2 separate regions of the Gossypium hirsutum genome follow, and region 1 is linked to region 2. Evidence: chromatin contacts called from public Hi-C data. All regions are on one chromosome and are shown on one strand. The core of a region is the stretch at or near the end of the contact, and the rest is flanking DNA. Distances in the headings are between cores, read along the strand shown.

What was found. A called contact is a pair of places that touch in the nucleus more often than the background predicts.
Region 1: a Hi-C map of leaf shows a contact between it and region 2, with 1.7 times the contacts expected there. The contact joins the promoter of LOC107951266 here to the enhancer-like site in region 2. A contact is called at or near these places in 2 of 34 Hi-C or Micro-C datasets (hypocotyl and leaf).

Annotation. Positions count from the first base shown.
Region 1 is chrA12:98,432,284-98,436,640 of Gossypium_hirsutum_v2.1, forward strand. It overlaps LOC107951266, which reads left to right and starts at 2,528. Exons shown (of 7, transcript XR_005906423.1): 1 at 2,528-3,241; 2 at 3,359-3,421; 3 at 3,504-3,863; 4 at 4,037-4,079.
Region 2 is chrA12:98,157,669-98,161,911 of Gossypium_hirsutum_v2.1, forward strand. No RefSeq gene overlaps it. Among protein-coding and RNA genes, the nearest start is that of LOC121211032, 4.1 kb to the left of the region's middle. Within about 2 kb of position 2,038, at least 2 of the 9 cell types and tissues checked have an H3K27ac peak or open chromatin away from gene starts, as enhancers often do. A contact at or near this core is called in leaf, where this site is marked.

The DNA.
Region 1 (4,357 bases), core at 1,278-3,777, 280 kb after region 2:
TAAGAAGTTGCAATATTTTCTACATTTGTTTTGTAATAGTCAGAATTTCAGCGATGTCGAAAATAATGGTTCGAGGCCATCAAATTCGACAAATGAACTCATAGATTATATTATTTAATATTTATGAGCCAAATGTAGTTAGTATTAAAAACAACTATACGATATTAAAACCGAGTATTAAGTGAGAGATGCTTTGTCTTTGGAAGAGAAGATACGAAAGTAATTTTTAATTTTGATTTCACGAAACAATGTTCTCTTATAAATTTATCTTATAAATTTTTAATTTTTAATTTTAATTTTTAACAGCAGTTGCTCATGCACTTCAGCTTAATATAAATTTATAAACATCAAAAGCACAAACTATTCAGTTTGTGATAGGCCTAACATATTCAGCTTAATCATGGTAAGGCTAACATATTTCTCATATTTTCCTCATCATCCATAGAACAAAATAAAATAAATACAAAAACCGCCCAAGATAATATTAAACCAAATTTATAACATCTTGCCTGTGAAACTAATTTCTTATTTTCAGTTTTCAATTTTTAATTTTTCTAATTCAGCTTGTGCCTCTTTCAATCTTCTTGACATGATCATTTTCATCTCCCGGGGACACAATTTCATCACTAAGCTTTTGAAAATCTTCACTACTGAAGTTAACACTACCATCTTCACAACTGAGGCTATTATAGTCGGTTGAATCCTTCACCCATTTAAAATATTTACACCCCCGACGACCATCCTATTAAATGTTCAGAAAGGTTCCCACATTACTTTACCAGAAAACGCAGAAGCACATTAACAAAAAGAATAAACCTAACATTTGCCTTATAGTTCCCACATCCATAGAATCTACGACCACGATTAGAATCTGTCCAAGCTGCTCGAATTTGAGTCCCACATAAACACCTGCGAATTGCTCTGTGCGACTGATTTGAGCTCGATGCCATCTATATTTTTTCCCTAGCAGATTCAAACTTCCGTCATCAAATAGTAAGAAAAGTCAAAATAACCAGCAATGCACATCAAAAACTTTACTAACATCATCAATAAAACTTGAATCGAGTTGCAAACAACTACAACATCGAAATCTAAGCATGGTGTTCATAGGTAATCTATCTATAAGTTGTGATTCATAGAAGCATGTCACAATGAAACCAATGTACAAGAGGCAGAACAGTACCAAAGCAAACTGTTTTGAGCATAAATTGCAAGCAAAAACAGCTTTTAGTTAGCCTGATTCATAGAAGCATGTCACAATGAAACCAATGTACAAGAGGCAGAACAGTACCAAAGCAAACTGTTTTGGGCATAAATTGCAAGCAAAACCAGCTTTTAGTTAGCCTGTAACAACACCAAACATACCGGGTTTTATTCTTAAGTTTCAGATGCTGTTTTAACCCATTTCCAGCACACAAATTCAGTATTTAAAGTGAGCAGCAAAGCATAAAAATATGGGTAACAATGGTTACCAAATGATCACATGTTTGGTGCATTTTGATACTCAAAACTATCATGAAAAAATGTATCAAGGCAGGTTGTTTCTATGCCTAGATTTCAATCTCTAAGGACAAAGCTAGGAGTATCCAAGAAAAATCTCAAGGAGTGTTAGATTAAACCCAAAAATATGCTTTTTGTGGTGATCCATTAACAAATTATTTTTTTAATTATAAAAACCTCATAAAAACCTGTTATTTGGAGTGTTAGATTTCAATCTGTTATTTGGAATGTTGGCATTGTTTGCTAACGTTAACAAATTATTTTTTTTATAAATTACTTTAAAAACAAGTACGCTAATGAACTTAGAGATATTGGTGTCCAAGTTCACTTGAATCTAGACACCCATTGTCTAAGTTTATTCTAGAATTATAAAAACATAAACATTTATTAAAAATATTTAAAATTATTAATATTTATATTATAAAAACATTATAAATTAATTAAAATTTTTATGAATTTTTTTTAAAAAAATAATTATTACAAGCCATAATTTTTTATGAAAAGATAATTTATAAAAATTATTAGAAATCAATTAAAAACCATAAAATTTATAAAAAAATAATTTATTTGATTAAATTATATCACTAATATAACTTGGACAAATTAAAAAATAAGAGGAAGAATATAAAAAAATATTGTTAATCTTAATTTTATGATATAAGTTATTGATGTTTATATATATATATATTTATGATTTTTAATTAATTTTTAATAATTTTATAATTTTGTTTTTGTTTTTCTATAATTCCAAGACAAATAAATTGTCTATATGTATTTATTTATTTCTACTTATTTTAAAAATAATTTTAATTTTTTTTATTTTGCTTCTGACATCAGCCATGTCAATATATATATATATTTTGAATAAAGATATGACTGGATTTAATAATATAAAATAAAACATAAACAGAATTGGGTTGAAAACCACTAACTAGAGAAAACTAAAGCCAAAAGCTAACGAAGCTAATAAAACTAAAACCAAAAAACCTACTACAAAACACAGGCCTAAAACTAACGAAACTGGCCCAATCTCATTCGGTTTCAACTAAATTAAAACAGAAATAAAATATTATCTTATCTTCTCCCAGTAAAATCAACAGCTGGATTCCAATAGGCTTTGTCATTTCCATCACCGACCAGCTATTTAATGATAGCAGTTTTTCAAAAAGAGACTTCTAATTTTCTCTTCTATTTTTTTCACCAAAACATTTCCATCTTCCTCTCTTCAAGATGAATACCTTGGTCTATAGATCTATAGTTCTTGACGAACAGATTCAGAGATTCCTCCCACCAGGTAATAACTCTCTCTTCTCTTAAGGCTTCCTTCGCAATAACATGAGCGATCATATTTTCTGCTTTAGGGACAAAATGAAACTCAATCTCCTAGAATCTGTGTTTTATGCTTTGAATGTCTCTAATGATTGCTCCAATGGCCAATTTATCTGTTTCTGTACTTTGACATTTTCTAATAACAATTTTTGAGTCTCCCACAACATCCATTTTGTTAAATCCCACAAAAATTCCTAATTTTATTGCTTGTAATCTTGCATGTGCCTTTGCTGTGAACGGGGTTGCTATCTCGGAGTGAATGACCGCCTTTAATGCTAGAATCTCCCCTTCCTCGTTTCGTACAAGTAGGCCCGTAGCCGATCTAGAAGATTGACTGTCAAAGGCTGTATCAAAATGAACTGCGACTTTTGATCTTCGACAAATCTGGCGAATGGTTCTATCAACCTGAAAGGTGTGTTTTCCTTCTTTTGTTGCATCTAACTCTGAGATATAGCTTCGAACTTGCTTCGCTATTTCTCTTCCTGTTACATGTTTCCTTTCATATACTAAGCGGTTCCTGTTTGACCAGATTGACCAGAGACCACAACAGAAATGTCGGATCTGTTCGTTAGTAACTAGACGGAAGACCTAGGTAAGCTAGTCCCACATATTTTCAAAATTGTGGACTAATACCCAAGATAGGTTTAACTGATTCCCAACCATAATCGTTGTAGGACATTATTGAAAGACATGGCTACTATCCTTTTCATGTTGAAGACAGTGGGGCACTGATCATTCAACACAACTCTCTTGTGTCTGAGATTAACAAAGGACGGAATAAAGTTCCAAGAGATTCTCCATACTATTATTTTAATTTTTGAGGGGATGTATAAATTCCATAGTTTCTTGTAGAAGTTTTTAGTTTCGGCATGTATAATATAACTACTAGGATCCAAGTTAGACTTCTATAATAGTTTATAGGCACTCCTGACTAAAAAATCCCCGAACAGTTCCCCTCACCATACTTGAAAATCTTTATGCGCTGCCTCTGCCAATGGAATCTGCATGATTTTTTTCCTGCGTCCAAACAAAAGGTATTCATCACAGCCTCTACTTTTCAACTTCTAGTCGTAGCATCTATTAAATCCGAAATTAACTTAATGTTTGCATTGTTGTCCTGATTTTGTACTCGATCTGCTTCATTTCCTGAAATCTATAAATCATTCCAAACAAAAATCTGATCACCTCTCCCAACCCTCCATCATAGACCTTTCTCAAGGAGTCCTCTTGCTGCCCAAACACTCTTCCAGGTAAGTGAAGGTAAATTTCCAAGCCCGCATTAAAGAAATTTGAATTTGGATAATATTTTTCCTTTAAAACACGAGCTAATAATGAACTTGGATAATTAATAAGACGCCACCCCTACTTCGCTAATAACGCTATATTAAACTTTGCAAGATTTCGAAAACCAAGCCCTCCGTATTCTTTTAATAAGCATAGATCTTTCCAAGCACACTAATGAATGCCCTTCTTATTTCGACTTTTTTGCCACCAAAACTTGGCTATAATACCCTCCAATTCAGTACAT
Region 2 (4,243 bases), core at 788-3,287:
GAGGTTTGTGGTAGAGAAGGTACGAAGTAAACTAAATCAATGGGACGCTAAGTAGGTGTCACTAGCAGGTAGAATTACTCTTGCTTAAACTATTTTTCTTTTTATCCCTAACTATTTTACGCAGTCTATGCGGACTCCTAAAGGTATATATATGATGAAATTGAACACTTGGTAAGACAGTTTGTATAGGGTTCTTCTAATGGTGTAAGGAAGATGTCACTGGTTGAGTGGGATTCTATTTGCCAACCATGTTCTTGTGGTAGCCTCGAGTTTCGGTATCTAGAGGATCATAATTCCTCTTTTTTATTAAAGTTGGAATTTAATCTTGTATCCAAATATGATAAACTATGGGTTCAGGTTCTCCAAGAAAAATACTGGATAATGAAAAAGGCATCCAAAAATATAGCGCAAGGAAACTGTTTAGCTATCTGGAGAGTCATTGTTAAGGTATGGCCTTTATTGCGTGAAAACTTAGTTTGGTCTGCAGGAACTGGGAACTCTATACGTTGTTGGAAGGACCCTTGGATACCTAATTTAGGTCTTTTGATAAACTATGTACCTACTCATAATAACCTTATATCAAATAATTTGTTGCATGACATGGTAACTAGAGATGGGGTCTGGAATCTGAACTTGTTTAGAGTATGGTTGTCGAAGGATATTATTCAAAGAATTGTTAGTATTCCCCCTCCGTATTTCTTTGTAGGGGAAGATAGAATTAATTGGATTAGCACTTCCACTGGGGCTTTTATAGTGAAAAGCGTGTATAGATCACTTTGAGAGAGTTCTTGGCATACTAAAGATAGATGGTAAAAGGTTATTTGAAAGTTTTTGGGACCTCAACGTATTCAACTATTTTTATTGTTAGTCTTCAAACAACACTTTCTAACAAATATGGAGCGATTAAGGAGGAGTATCGCTCAACAGTTACGAAGGATACATATGAGATTACAATATATACAACATTAGAGGATAAGGCACATTCCAAGGGAGAGGAACCAAGTTGCAGATCGTATTGCAAAAATGACCACGACAATAAGTACAAATATGCAAGTGTTTGAAGACATTCTTGAAGATCTACCACTTGTTCTTGAAATTGATAGAATTGTCAATTTTTGATCATGTTAGCTTAATATAGTTAGTATGTTTTCCACACAAAAAATATTTCTTTTAAATTTATTTAATAATGAATATATGTGAAGTCGTAATAAAATTTTATTATAATACTATTAAACACATGTTCGATTCTTGAGTTGGTAATGTGTAATTCTTTTATTTAAAAATGATATAAAAGTATGAAAAAGACAAATGTATCATCATAATAATATTAATTATAATTTAAAAGAATAGGTGTTTTTTTAATTTCATGAATGAGTTGGTGACCAAATTAAAGGTGACACCTAGATAGATAATTATGTTATATTTCTTTAATTTCATTAATGAGTTGGTGGCCCAATTAAAGATCACAGAATATATTTTTGGTATAAGATAAAAAGATAATTTATTTTAGGTCGTATTTAATCAATTTATGACTAGCAACAACTAAACAATTTTCTATCACACTTGAAAATATGTGGTACCTAGTAATACGAATAATAAAGAAATAAAATAAAAAAAAAGTTGAATGATTCAACTTTGGAAAGAAAAGCTCACGTCCAAAGTATATTAAACTCAAATCTCTATCCTTTACAATGCTAACCTAATTCTAAGTAAAATAAAAAGGCTAAAGCAAAATTCAATTTTTAAACTACTAATGAAAATACAACTCTTAAATAAACTACCATAATCAATCAATCTAATTACAATATATATCTAATAAATAAATATAAAGCTTAGTTAAAATTTTAAATTATTTAACGAGTATTTAAACTTGTAAAAATAAGGACAAAGTTGAACGGACAACTTAGTTTATTTATATTATATTCATGTTCACTTTCTTATGTGTTAATTAAATAAATCATGTATGAATAATGTTTCTAATTCTAACGAAATGAGAGTTAGCTCAAAATACATGTGTTGTGTATAAGCCCAAATTAGGCCTCTTTTCTCATTCACACCACATGCTTTGCTATCCTGCACCATTCTTCACACACTCTTCCATTTGGTCCAGTCTTTTTAGATTTGGTTATATTGAACTTGAGTTTTAAATTTCTAGTCAAAATAAATTTTATTTTATGGTTTTTAAATATTATTCGATAAACTTTCAAAATATATTTTCTATAAAATTATATTTTCAAAGTAAATAAAATCCGACCATATCAATTCAAATCCTACTCCTACGAAATCAATTGCATGTGGTTTTCAATCTCATTTTCCAAGAAAAAAGACCGGCCTGCTTCACAAAGCCCAAAGTCATCACCTTTCCTCTACATTCTCAGATATTAAAAGTGGCAAGTGTAAGGTGTTTACTTTAGTGGGCATAGCAACACACTTTAAGCCAGCTGATCAACAAAATATACAATACCGCCATTAAACCAGCCCAGTTTGTTGCTCATTTGAAGGAATTAACTATTAAGCCACCTTTAAGCTTCAACACCAATGTCATCAAAATATTCATCCAAAATCTATTCAGCCTCTAACTAATGGAATGGAAGAACACCCTACACAGGTCACCAAGAAAGGGCAAATGGTGAAAAATTGCTCAAGAAAACTTTTATTTTTAACTTCTAAGTTTTTTACTTTTTTCTCTTTCTATGTTATATCAAATACTTACAAACTATTTATAGACTATTATCCTTAAAAAAATTGAAAATATTAAAATCTAATAATAGCCAACCAATGACTCTGGACCTTTCATTCTCCAAATAAAAAAAATTCTAAATTAAACCCATTAAAATCATATTTAACGTTTAATCAATAAAACTCCCCCGTAAACTTAAATGCTTCTCCCATCCTTCATGCTGATTAATTTCTTACAGTTGTCAAGTAGTGCCATCAATAGCGGTTTCGTGAAGATATCTACAACTTGGTCCTGGCTTACCACGTGCACTAATTTCACACTTCCTTCCTTTACATGATATCGGATGAAGTGAAAACGAATGTCAATATGTTTGCTTCTCTCATGATTCACTGGGTTCTTTGCTAACTCAATTACTGATTTATTCTCAACTGGTATCTCAGTCGCACCGAGTTGTTGTTGCTCCAACTCGTCTAACAAATTTCTGAGCCATATAGCATGACACACACACCAAGATGCTGCCACATATTCAGCTTCACATGTCGAGAGTGTCACAATTGGTTACTTCTTTGAAAGCCAAGTAAACACCGTGTTACCTATAAAGAACACATATCCCGATGTACTTTTTCAATCGTCTAAGTCTCCGTACCAATCACTATCAAAGTACCCAATGAAATTGTAATCTCTTACATTTGAATAGAATAACCCGAGTGACATTATTCCTTGGATGTAACATAGGATTCGCTTCAACACCTTCCAATGTGAATAAACCGGCTCCTTCATGAACCGACTTACAATGCCAACACTTAGCGAAAGATCAGACTTTGTACAAGTGAGATAGCTAAGACTTCCCACCAAACTTCAGTATTTGATCGCGTCAACTCGTTCTCCTCAATTGAATTTCGAGAGTTTTACACCTGGTTCCATTGATGTTGATACCGGTTTGCAATATACCATATTGTATTTCTTCAAAATTTCCTTTGCATATGTCTCCTATGACACAAAAATACCTGTCTCTTCTTGTCTTACCTCTAAACCAAGGAAAAACTTCATCAATCCAAAATCTGTCATCTTGAATTCCTTCATTTCTCTTCAAGAAAAGGGCATATTCATAGGGACATTGTTTGAACCCGTTCTCTTTGAAGTATGTATCAATACATATTCCATGCCCCTGGTGCTTGCTTCAACCCGTAAAGTGTCTTCTTCAATTTCAGCACCTTCTTCTCTTCTCCACTTTTCATGTACCCGGATGGTTGTTTGATGTAGACTTTTTTTTGAGCACACCATTCAAGAATACCGAGTTGACGTCCATTTGAAATATCGGTCATTTGAATTAAGCCACTTGTGAAAAGAGCAATCGGATTGTCTCCATTCTTGTAACGGGAGCAAACATCTCGTCATAATCGATTCCCTCATTTTGTTTGTATCCCTTTGCAACAAGTCACGCCTTGTACTGTTCTATCTCGCCTTGAGCATTTATCTTTCTCTTGAACACCCATTTCACACCAATGGGCTGACTTCTTTTCGGCAACTCCATTAACTCCCATGTGTTGTTGCGGTTAATTG